4 separate regions of the Hordeum vulgare genome follow, and regions 1, 2 and 3 are each linked to region 4. Evidence: chromatin contacts called from public Hi-C data. All regions are on one chromosome and are shown on one strand. Each heading gives the region's core, a stretch centred on a gene start, on an enhancer-like site or on the middle of the called end of the contact. The rest is flanking DNA. Distances are from core to core; before and after follow the strand shown.

Region 1 (2,776 bases), core at 220-2,719, 800 kb before region 4:
CTATATATCCACACATGTATCTATGCTTTCATTCAATACAATTATAGCATGGATAATAAACGATTATCTTGAAACAGGAAATATAATAATAACTATTTTATCATTGCCTCTAGGGCATATTACCAACAGGGGAAATCATGGCGGTGTACTATGGGGCTGGCGGCGCCGGCAACAATGGCGGGTCTGTCCTCAACGAGTCAGTGTGCGGCTCGGTGAGATGTACGCAGAGGAGGAGCGGGAGCTGCTGGTGGAGCTACGGGGGCTGCTGGGCGTGCAACACGGCCACCCGCACTCGTTGTTCGTCTGGTGCGGTTACTGCAACACGACATCGTAGGAGATGGTGCATGGTGCCGATCATCCGCTGCTCGTTTCCCTGCTCCACGACGACGGCGGCGACGGTGGCTCCACCGCCACCTCCTCGTAGTAGGGGCACCATGACCTGTTTGTGGCCACCCACGTCGTGGCGGAGTCGCGGCGGCTGGCGGAGCTGAGCGACTTCTCGACGGTGACACATCTGTTATCGTCGGCATAGAGGCTGGTGGTGCAGTCCCCGCCGACGCAGTAGCAACATGACCTGCTGGGCGGGCTGGACACGGAGGTGAGCAACATGCGGTGGCGGCGCAGCCAGCAGCAGCCGACGACGCTCACGTCCCGTCAGCGACGCCCTCGGGCACGCCGCGGGCATCGTCGGGCGGAGGAGGATGGGGAGCGAGCCGCTGACCCCAACATCAGCATGGCGCACAGCGGAGCATCAGGCAAAGGCGACCATCGTGCGCAAGTCCATGAACCGGGTGAGCGACGTGCACGGGTTCGAGAAAGCGCGCTTCTGATGATGGTGCCGGCGAGGAACGACGATCAACGACCGTGATCTTTGTTTTGGTTTCTTGGTTTCCTTTTTGTTGAAATCGGACGTGAAGAAGAAGAAGAAGCCCCTACCAGAGTGCGGTGGACGGACGGACGACTAGAGGTGTTCGCCACGAGCGTCCCCACCATGCCGAACGCGTAGAGCGAGGAGGTGAAGGCTGTGGGGGCGTAGTCATGTGATTTTGTGATCCGCGACATCCCCACCAGAATGGGTGATTTTTGGTGATTCGTGTGATTTTGCAAAAGCACCACTCGATTCCTCGTGTATAGCAGCTGTACGACTGACCGTAGCTGAGTTAGCAGTTAACGCACGTGTGGAGAGGCTAGTCAAGAGCCCAATTAGCAAATACATATACAAAATTATATTATGGACCGTATGTGAACCCCTAGGACAATTATGAAGACCGTATTTCAAATATTTACAACTATATAAACTAAAGTAACCATTAAAACAAACTATGAACACCTACAATGAATTTTTCTCCTACCAATAAGTCGATTTGAGATACTTTTGTTTTGGGGGGTGTAGCCAGGGCTGCAGTATTCCACGGAAACTCCTGGGCCGAAAGTGTTGACGCCAGGAATGGAGCCCATGGAGAAACTCAGACGATATTGGTGTGGACGGACACATCCCACCCTCCCGTACCGGCGAACGAGACGACACTCCGCTCTGCTCGCTCGTACTCAGGCGAGATGGAAGCCGCGTCCTTGCCGCTAGCCACCTCCCGCTTCCTCTCCCCGCCAGCGACTGCGGCGTCCTGCTCCCGCACGCGTAGCGTCCCTTCTGCCCGCACCGCCAATCAGGCACTGGAAGCACGTAAAGTCCCTAGAGCCCAGCGGCCGTCCCCCCGGCGCAACGCCGTCGCTGAGGTCAAGGCCGCTCCCGAACCCGTCGCCGCCCTAACCAGGTACACATACCGGCAGCATTCGTTTCCTGTCGTTGTAGTGATTCCCCACTTTAAGCTCAGCTGCTGTACCATTTGAATTATCCCACTTGCGTACTATGGGCAATAGAAATGGGCTACTGCTAATCAGAGTTGAACCTAAACCCTGCGAATTCTGTTACAGATTTGAGGATGTGCTGCAGACACAGGACTGCAACGTAATCTTGCGCCACTTTGGAGAAATCAGGCGATGGGATGTGCTTTCCAAGGTACTCCAGTTGTCGGCAAACGTGAATTATGCCAGCATTGATAGACTTAACAATTAGCCCAGTCGTTTAGATCACCTGAAGATAAGATAAAACAGAAGGGAAGATGGGGTTCTTACCACCAATGGAAGAGGCCATTGGTGTAGTCGATGCGAAGTCCCGTGCCTGCTCGATGCAGGCGTGATGCAGGCTCGGGGCAGACAGTCGTAGCAGGTAGCGGCGTCCCTCCGGGCGCCACCTGCACTGTCCTGGAACAGGGGGAGAGCTTGGAGATGATCTTCCCATCGTGCAGCGCTCCCCTAGATCGGTTAGGGTTTTAGGGATGTAGGGAGCAGTAGTGGACCGTACGTGAATCAATCTCGCACGCAGGTGCCGGCTGCTCCCCACCCTTTTATGTGCGCTAGCGACAGGGGACCAAAACCACGTTGGTTAGGGTGCCCCCGATCAGGGCGCTTCTGTTGTGACGAGGGAAACGTTTATTGGACCGTGCCCCCTCCCTTTCACGTTACTTTCTGATTATCCTTTATCTTTATTTTTCTTTCTTTCTTTTCTCTGCAGCCCGTTGGGCCTTAGATCAAATACCAACATTCTCCCCCTTGATCGTTAGGCTCATTAACTTTTGTCCATTCTCCATAGGAATGATATACCAGAGTAGGGTGTTACAACGACAAATGAAATGCCATTGAACCGCCATACTCATAGCACTCATCCTATTTCGAAGCGGAATACATATTACTTAATGGGGAGTGGTTATATTAGTGG
Region 2 (2,884 bases), core at 69-2,568, 760 kb before region 4:
TGCAAGCCAGACAAAGAACTTGACTTCCGGTGGTGCCCACACCTTCCAAACGCTCATCAAGCTGCACCTCATGTAAAAGCATCCAAAGGGTAAAGAATTGTGTGACATGCTCAATGGAAACCAATGAAGGCGGTTTGATTTTGAGGATCCACACGCTTTCCTTAAGGGCCTCCTGTACCTTCCAACGCTAACGGGAGGAGGACTGAAAAATGAGCTGAGCGATATGCTTAGGCTTGCGGCCTAGAAGCCAAGGAGAGTCTCATAATGGAGTCCTTGCACCATTCCCGACCGTAACGGTAGTACAAGCATAGAAGAACTCAAGGTCTTCCATGTCGCACGGGTTCCCACTCCCTATCCACAACTTTGTGGGATCCTTCCACTCGTACCAAGGCCACCGCAAGCGCAGGCCCCGTACGAACTTGTTGGTGTTGAGGACCCCATGTCCACCATAAGCAAACGACTAACCATGTCCCAATTGACCTTGCATTTTGCTTCTGTTGTCTTTTCGGACCCTGACCACAGGAAGGTCCGCTTAAGTTTGTCAATGTTCTGCAGGATCGTAGGTTGGACGACAAGGGGCGTAATGAAGTACTCCCTCTGTAAACTAATATAAGAGTGTTTAGATAACTAAAATAGTGATCTAAATGCTTTTATATCAGTTTACGGAGGGAGTAGATCACTTGAGAAGCGAGCACCAACTTGACAAACGCTGCACGCCCGATGGTGGTGATGTTTTGGCCCTAATAAGTTGTCAATTTGCTTGCCACCTTGTCTACAAGAAATTGCAGGTCAACAAGCTGCAACTTCCACACCCAGAGTGGGAGCCCCAAAATATCGGAGCGGAAAGGAAGCCTTGATAGCTGGCAACCCCTGGGTGATGCGGGCCAAACCAAGGTTGGCGCACTGATTGGGCACCATTGCAATATTATTGAAGTTTGTGTATAGGCATTGCAAATGGATGCATAATGGGGGAAAATCTGCCCTTAGTACTGACCATATATTGCCGGTGTTCAGATTTTTATTTAGTCTGGATTTAGCTAATGGGTTTTATATCCCTTTAAAATGGTAAGTACAGACAGAAAAAGTGATTTATTTTTCGAAACAGTAAAGGAAAGTAAGTTGGAGATTCCATAATTTTTCTAGTAAACAAAAGTTGGAGATTCCATAAATTTTGTGGAAAGCGAGAGGATACCATGTTCTTTTCTTTTGTTACGCTCCAAGAAGTCAGTTTACTTTGTTGTGCCTATACCTGGTCATGGACAGCCTAGCCTGGACGGCCCGACCCGACCCGACACAAAAATCCGAGGCTGGGCCGGGCCTAGCCATGCCATCGGGTCGGGCACGGGCCTAGAAATGAAGCCCTATAGTCGGGCCGACCTGGCTCTGGCCCATAGAAAACAAAAATTAAGTCGTGAACGGGCCAGGCCAAACGGGCATTGTCGGGCTTTGTCGGGCTTGGGCCCAATATTTAAACCCGACAGTTGGGCCGGGCCGGGCTCGGGCTGGGTTTTCAGCATCGGTTTTTTTTGGTCCGGCCTGAAGCCTGGCCGGACATATGCCCATGTATAGTTGTGCCTATATTCACTAGATTCTTTTTTCACAGGGTTATAGTTAATTGTGCAATATTATTATTTTCTTTTTTGAAAGGCAAACAACGGGTGAATAGACAACATGAGGTGATAGTAAGTTGGCAATTTTGTCAACTTTTAGGACTGAGACAGAATATATTTTATTATTCACACGTCTCTTTCACTAAGATATTGTATATTCATGGTTAGCTAGATAGAGGGTTCTCTATGATTGAACTACTGACAGTAAATTAACTGGATCTATTTAATTAAAAAACTGCCATATCAATGTGAGTCCACATACATTCTTGCATATTTGCTTTATCTGGCTTAAGAGAGAATCTTGTCGCTTACCCTGGTTTTAGAACTTCGAGACATGTATTTGTTTGTCCTGTGAGATACATTGTGATCACCAACCGGTGGTCGTCTGCTTTCCTGCAAATAGCACCATAAAATCAAGTTCATTGAACCCAGACAGATTTTTGGTGGAAAAATATCGATATATTTATTTGGGAAGTTGGTTTATTAAATTTCAAGGATTATACAGTATTGTTGTGAACCTCAATTTGGTCCACATTTTCATTTTCATTTGTTCAAGTTTCGTCTTGATTATCTTAGCATGGTGATATGAAAAGAGTGTTGTATGTGACAGTGGCAAAGCTTGGACAAAATCAAGGAGGGACCAACTATGTTTGCTAGATGAATTAAGCTGTAATTTTGATGTTTAATTAGTAAAGAAGCTTGACATACTATTATCTAAACAAGCCCACCATGGTCACCACTCATCGCTACCCCTTATCCCCTTACACGAGTCGGCCAGCCGGTCTATATGTTTTTGGCAAATTTTAACATGTTGCCTCTTACTTTATCTTTTTACATTGTGGTAAAAAAGTAAGAGTTAATTAGGCAACTAGTTGATATGGTTCACATCTTATTATACACTCTTACCTTTCATGTGAAAACAGGCGAAAAGTCCTCCCTCCACCCCTCCCGTGTCGTCCCTACAGGCGACCAGATGCAAACCCTAGCGACGACCCCTCCTCCTCCCTTCCCGTCTCTCCCCCCCGCCGCCGCCGCAGGGAGCCGACGGGCAAAGCCCAACCAACGTAGGCGGAGACGGGGCTCTGTTTCCCTTGTGCGCGGTGCTCTGTTGGCGCGGGACGACGGCTCGGGTAGGGATAGCGGGCTAGCACGGGGCCTTCCGGCGCAGCAACGGGCGCGCGGGACGACGTCGGTGGTTGGCCTCTACGGCGCAGCATCGGCCTGCAGCTCGCACGTGGCATGGCGACTGCGCTGGTGGTGTCTTCAGGTGGTGG
Region 3 (3,053 bases), core at 165-2,664, 880 kb after region 4:
AAGTTGGAGATAATTACATTCCTACCACCGCCACCCTTCTCTTTTTTCAAAAAAAACAAACAAAGGATAGACAAGTCATTATGCAATGTAAAACCTGGATTACAGTTTATATAATCTGGCCTCCAAACATGTCCACCTAGATTATTTTTATAAACCAGATTATATAATCTATCTTCATAATCCAGATTATCATAATCTATTATGGTTCCAAACATGGCCTAAGATGCATAGCTAAACTGCTACATCAATTTGTTGGAGGCTACAAACTTACTATTGGAAAGTAACTTGATTGAAAACCTATGGAAATGAAAATAATATACCATGGTTAGTTCCAGGTATAACATGAGCTGTGATGAAGTTAAGCTACCTTCACAGAATCCTATGATTTAGTCAGAATAAAAGACTGAATTTTGTCAACAAACTGTGTTCATGTGTTGTCAGACAAAAAACTGAATTTCTTCAACAGTTAGCTGACACTTATTCAGTGTGGGGTGACACGAAAACAAAATTATAAATCATCAAGACACCAGGAGAATTATTTTACATTATCTATACGCAATTTTTAGTGAAAATTAGAGTCTTGCCAGTAAAGGGAAGAATAAATTTGATAAATACTACTCAACCATAATTTTCTAAATCCTCAGATTGATCCATTTTAAACTTCAGTGTCTTAAGAAGGTGTATATCTGATCAGAGTACTGTACTCTTTTTCAATCTAAGTAGGCTGTACGGATCAATTACAAAAATAGCATTGCCCTTTAAATATGATTATACACTGGTTTATTTAGCGAAACATTATGCTGCTATCGCGTGCCTAATTTTTTCACTGATCTGGATGCCAGCACCTTAGAACCACATGTCAGGTAAAGTAATAACACAAACAGTGAAATTTGGATGTTAGCATGGATCGAATTGGGAATTCAAATATATAGGGCGAAAATTATCCAACCACATATAAACGGGTCGCACTGATCATACGGAACATAATAAATCTCCTACGCCCAACCTGAATCTACGAAACCACAAATCTACGGATGAAAACGCGATCGAACAAGAATCAGAGAAACACGGGCGGATCGGCACACATATTCCGACTCCCAACCATGCATCCATCAAACGGATCAAAGGAACCGAAATCTCATCAAGATCTCACCAAATCTGAACTCCCTATGTATAGGACGCAAGCCGAGGCGATCTAAACCACAAAGAGACAGCAAGGTAACGTATCTTGTCCGGACACACGACGCGCAGGCGGGGGATCAATCAATCGAGCATGGTGACGATGAGACGGGAGGATTACGCGCGCGTACCTGACGAACTCGCTGATCCTGCTCTTGTCCGTCTGGCTTCCAAACCTGGTGCGTGAAATTCGAGCGCGGAATACTCTCCGTGCTGTGCGTGTCCCTTATATCTACGCACAGCCTAGCCGCATTCCGGGTCGGGTCGAGCCCAAAGTCCGCTCGCGCTGCGTGACGTGGCCCGCGCGATCTGATTGGACGATGCGCTTCCCCATTCGTCGATCAAGGCCGTTCGCCTGGCTACCGGGTCTCAAGTCGCCCGCCAGCAAAGTTGACCGTAATTATCTCGTCCAAAGGTCTGCCTCGCGTACCTTTTTTTCTTAAAGTTGACCGTAATTAACGCCCACACGTATGTGCGTTAAGGAGTGTTGCCTCTACATTTCGTATAATGTGTAAGGAAAACAGCACATACGTCTCTCGGTGAGCAAAACAGCTAACGTCAACACGTCCGGTCTCCTACCTGACGACCCGTACATCCGGCCTGCCACCTCGCGGTTACGCATGCCCCCGCGTGACAGTTTCACTCAGTTGTCATGTAACATTTAGAAGACATGGCAACTGACAGGCAAGCGAACGTGGTCAGTTTCACTCACTTGCCATGTAACACTCGTAAGACATGGCAACTCACACGCATGTGGTCACGGCCAGTTCCACTCATTTGACATGGAGAAGACATGACAACTGACAGGCATGCGGGCATGGCAGTTCCACTCAGTTGTCACGAGGAAGACATGTCAACTCGCACGCATTCGGGCACGACAGTTTCACTAAGTTGTCATGTAACACTTGGAAGACATGGCAACTCACACGCATGCACACACGACTGTTTCACTCAGTTGCCATATAACACTAGGAAGACATGGCACTAAAGTTTGGGCCTTTAGCACCCCTTACTTGTGCACGGGCAGTTGTAGCCACACCCGCGGCAAAGCCTGTCGGAGGACAGCTAAAGGCAAGTACGAAGATATCAAGAAGACGTTCAAGCCAACGACTAGAAGACTAAAGACCAGAGGCAGGGATCCCGACAAGATCCTTGTCGGGGAAGCTAGCGGAGCCCCAACAAGACGTGCACCCGGCAAGATCCCACCAACCTGCCACTGCTCCAGCGCAGCGGCCAGGTGTCGTTCCTCCTGGGTACGTGTCGAGCGACATCTGGGGGTTGAGCAGTGCCAATGGGACGCGTCCCTGTCCCGTGTCACACAAGGTCACGGATGCGTGACAGAGCGTTTAATGCGTCTGTCTTAAACCGTCAGTAAACACTATAATAGTTGTACACCCCGTGCGTGCACAGTTAACTGTGCACCTCGTGGGTGTCCTGTTACGCCATTGTTGGTGACCCCTTTGACATATAAAAGGAGGCCCAAGGCATAGCTTAGGGGGGGGGTCTGATCGAGTCTCACACATATAGTCTCGGACAGATACTCTCGCATCTACTCTCAGTCTATGGTTTAGACTCTTTGCGTAGCTGTTGTGTAACACATAGCGCTCTTGTAGCCAAAACCATGAACACATACAATACACCTAAGCCAGGAGTAGAGTTTTACGCTTCTCAGCGGCCCGAACGTCGGTAAAAACTCCCCTTGCGCTGATCGTTGGTTCTGCTCATGGTGCGATCCTCTCTCCCCGCCGAACCATAAAGGGATCCACGCGATCCCATAGGTGTCGTTTGTTTCCCCGACATCTTTGGCACGCCAGGTAGGGGGGAAGAGGTTGCGCTAACGTGACCTAGCAATCGGCGCGTTAGTTTCTTCATCA
Region 4 (2,948 bases), core at 360-2,859:
TGACACCCGATAGCTGCAATGCACTTCTTCGAATAAACCCCACTTTATTTTTGACAGAATAGAATAAGGAAAATGTTTATATTAAGCCGGCTGATTTTAGTCTCACGTAAACCGCCCCCTATGCTCGCCACGTGTAGCCCGCCTACCGCCCACGCTCTCCTTACTTATCCTTTCCTGAGCCAGATCCCCTTTTCTTCCCCGTCCGCTCTCTGCCATGAACCACACTTGCTTCTCCCTTCCATACTCGCTCCTCTCTTCCATGCTCGCTTCTCTCTTTCATGTGCTCCGTCGTCGCCGTGTGCATCCGCCATGGCCTCGCTCCTGCTGGGTTGGAGCAGCTCGCCGGCGGCGTGCTGCATCCCGTCGCAGCATGCCGTCATCATCGTCGTGTTGCCGTGTGCTTCATCACAACACCGTCGTAGCATCCCATCGCCTGTCGTGTTGTATCCTGTCGCCCGCCCTGCTGCATCCCGTTGCCGTCGTGCTGCATCCCCGCCTTTGATGTTCATCCCCTGCCTTTCTCCCAGTCGTGGATCTCCATCGTAGTACTCACGAATTTCTGCGCTGCGACAGCTCGTGTTCCACCGGCACGTAACAAATCAGACTGGTTGTTGAAGTGAAGCTGGTGGAAGAGGTGCAGTTCAACGGGCTGCTGCCGCGCCGCGATGGTGTAGATGCAATGCAACATGCCAGTGGTGGGTGGAGGAGCTGCACTACAACGGCAATGGTTCTACGCGTCAGCTGCGGAACTGCAGTTCAACGACCACGGGGCCGTGCGTCAGCGGCGGAGTTGCAGTGCAACGACCATGGAGCTGTAGTGCAGTGAAACAAGTCGGTGACTGACGGAGCTCCAGTGCAATGCAATGGGGCATGGTGTTGTGTGCCGGCGGCGGAACAACATTGGAGCACTCTCCGGGTGTGTAAGCATCGCCAAAATTGCAGTGAAGCTTCGCCGTAGGTGTAGTGATGCATGTCGGAGGGTCGTGGAAACTTCGTCGAGATTGCAATGGAGCCGTCGGAGTTGTAGTGAAGCGTATTGCAGCTGCAGTCAAGCACACCGGAGGGTCGTCGAAACTCCATTGAGGTTGCAATGGAGTGACGGCGGGGTTGCAACGGTATGCCGGCGACGCCGTTGATGTTGCCATGGAAGCTACGTCGTTGATTCTGCCATGAAAAACTGCAATGCCGAGGATACGAAGAAGGAAGTCGGGGAATCATCCAACTGATTCATAGCAGTGCCTATAAAATAAATCCCACTTACTTAGAAATTGTACGAACTCCCTTTGCTCTGCAGAGCGGAGCGGGGCGTTGTGCACTTGTAATTTAGGAAGTACTCCATCCGTTCCTAATTATAAGTCTTTTTAAAGGTTCCACTAGTGAATTACATACGGATGTATATAGACATACTTTAAAGTGTAGAGTCACTTATTTTGCTCTGTATGTAGACCCCTAATAAAATTTCTTAAAAGAATTATATTTAGAAACGGAGGGAGTAGCTAATAGGATGAGCGGCCCTCCTCTACACGGTGGAGGAGTGCCGAACACAGCCTTAGTAGCAGGTCCCACCTACGAGCGCCATATATTGAATAAGAAAAGATACCCTGCAGCGCCGGCGCATAATAAAAGGAGACGTTGGAGGCTTTCCCCTTGCCCCATCCCGAATTAAACCCCTTCCTCCTCCCAATTCGCGTCTTCACGGAATCCAAACCCCAAACACCATCCATGGCGATGGCGTCCTTCCGCCTCCTTCCTCTCGCGCTCCTGCTCTCCGTGGCGCACGCGCGGACCCCACGGCTTGAGCCCACCATCCGGCTGCCGTCGCAGCGCGCCGCCGGGCAGGAGGACGATGACTCCGTCGGGACCAGGTGGGCCGTCCTCATCGCCGGCTCCAACGGCTACTACAACTACCGCCACCAGGTGAGCACGCGCTATTATACTACTCTTTGCTCGTTTGCATCTCCGCGATCCTCGATTTTCCGTTCCTATTTTGTCTTCCTGTCGGTTAATTCCCTGGTGTGCATCGCCGAAACAATAGGTTGGAAAAAAAATGTTCCGTTTGGTGTCGCTGCGTGTTCCTGATTGTTCCCTCCTATTTTGCGTGGTTGACGCGTTGAGTAATCCTACCAAAATTGGACTATGATTAGCGAACCCTGTTAATATGATGATGATATTGGCGCGGTGCCATATCGCCGTGAGGCAAATACTTGGTTTAAGAACGATTTCTTGTACATCTCATTTGGCATATAAACTGGAAAAATAAAATTAAATATCGTACATATGGCCTGCGTTTTTGTTACGGGCTCCACCCACTGATTTTTTTTTTAATAGAAAAGGAGGCTCCACACACTGATAAGATGAGTGTGTATTATTGTAGTACAACCCTTGTGGTTCCACCCACTAATAAGTACGGTTCCTTATGCTACTATTTTGTCTGTATATATGGTATAAAACGTAATGATATAATTAACTGCACTGCTCAGCCAAAATGATTTTGTTGTTGCTACGTACTGGCAGGCTCTTTGAACACGAATTCAGCTGTGTGTGTTTTTTTGTACACTTGATAGTACAGTACCACCATGACGATGAAATTGGGAGGGGTTAGTGACGATAATTAAGTACTGTGTTTGATTTGTGGACCCGAATTTTGCACTTTGCAGGCCGATATCTGCCACGCCTACCAGATCATGAAGAAGGGTGGTCTCAAGGATGAAAACATCATCGTTTTCATGTACGACGACATTGCGCGCAACCCAGAGAACCCAAGGCCGGGCGTCATCATCAACCACCCCCAGGGTGGAGATGTCTATGCTGGGGTCCCTAAGGTAATCACGCGTCTTCAAGGAAATTTTTCCAGTAATTGTTGATGCAGTAAAAATCTAAGATTGGTAGATTACCTTACTGGGTGTTACAAACTCTTTGATGGTTGCAGAAAAATGTGAATGTAATAT

The links. A called contact is a pair of places that touch in the nucleus more often than the background predicts.
Region 1: a Hi-C map of leaf shows a contact between it and region 4, with 4 times the contacts expected there. The contact joins the promoter of LOC123443707 here to the promoter of LOC123443708 in region 4. A contact is called at or near these places in 2 of 6 Hi-C or Micro-C datasets (leaf and seedling).
Region 2: a contact with region 4 is called in a Hi-C map of leaf, with 5 times the contacts expected there. The contact joins the enhancer-like site here to the promoter of LOC123443708 in region 4. A contact is called at or near these places in 3 of 6 Hi-C or Micro-C datasets (leaf and seedling).
Region 3: a contact with region 4 is called in a Hi-C map of seedling, with 7 times the contacts expected there. The contact joins the promoter of LOC123443711 here to the promoter of LOC123443708 in region 4. A contact is called at or near these places in 2 of 6 Hi-C or Micro-C datasets (leaf and seedling).

The regions. Positions count from the first base shown.
Region 1 is chr3H:307,883,827-307,886,602 of MorexV3_pseudomolecules_assembly, forward strand. LOC123443707 (pentatricopeptide repeat-containing protein At1g10910, chloroplastic) reads left to right here and starts at 1,470. Exons shown (of 10, transcript XM_045120207.1): 1 at 1,470-1,772; 2 at 1,933-2,017. The coding sequence starts at 1,558.
Region 2 is chr3H:307,922,828-307,925,711 of MorexV3_pseudomolecules_assembly, forward strand. No RefSeq gene overlaps it. Among protein-coding and RNA genes, the nearest start is that of LOC123443707, 39 kb to the left of the region's middle. Within about 2 kb of position 1,319, at least 1 of the 3 cell types and tissues checked has open chromatin away from gene starts, as enhancers often do. A contact at or near this core is called in leaf, where this site is marked.
Region 3 is chr3H:309,568,264-309,571,316 of MorexV3_pseudomolecules_assembly, forward strand. It overlaps LOC123443711 (protein transport protein Sec61 subunit beta-like), which reads right to left and starts at 1,415. Exons shown (of 2, transcript XM_045120210.1): 1 at 1,311-1,415.
Region 4 is chr3H:308,683,558-308,686,505 of MorexV3_pseudomolecules_assembly, forward strand. LOC123443708 (vacuolar-processing enzyme-like) reads left to right here and starts at 1,610. Exons shown (of 9, transcript XM_045120208.1): 1 at 1,610-1,917; 2 at 2,658-2,822. The coding sequence starts at 1,723.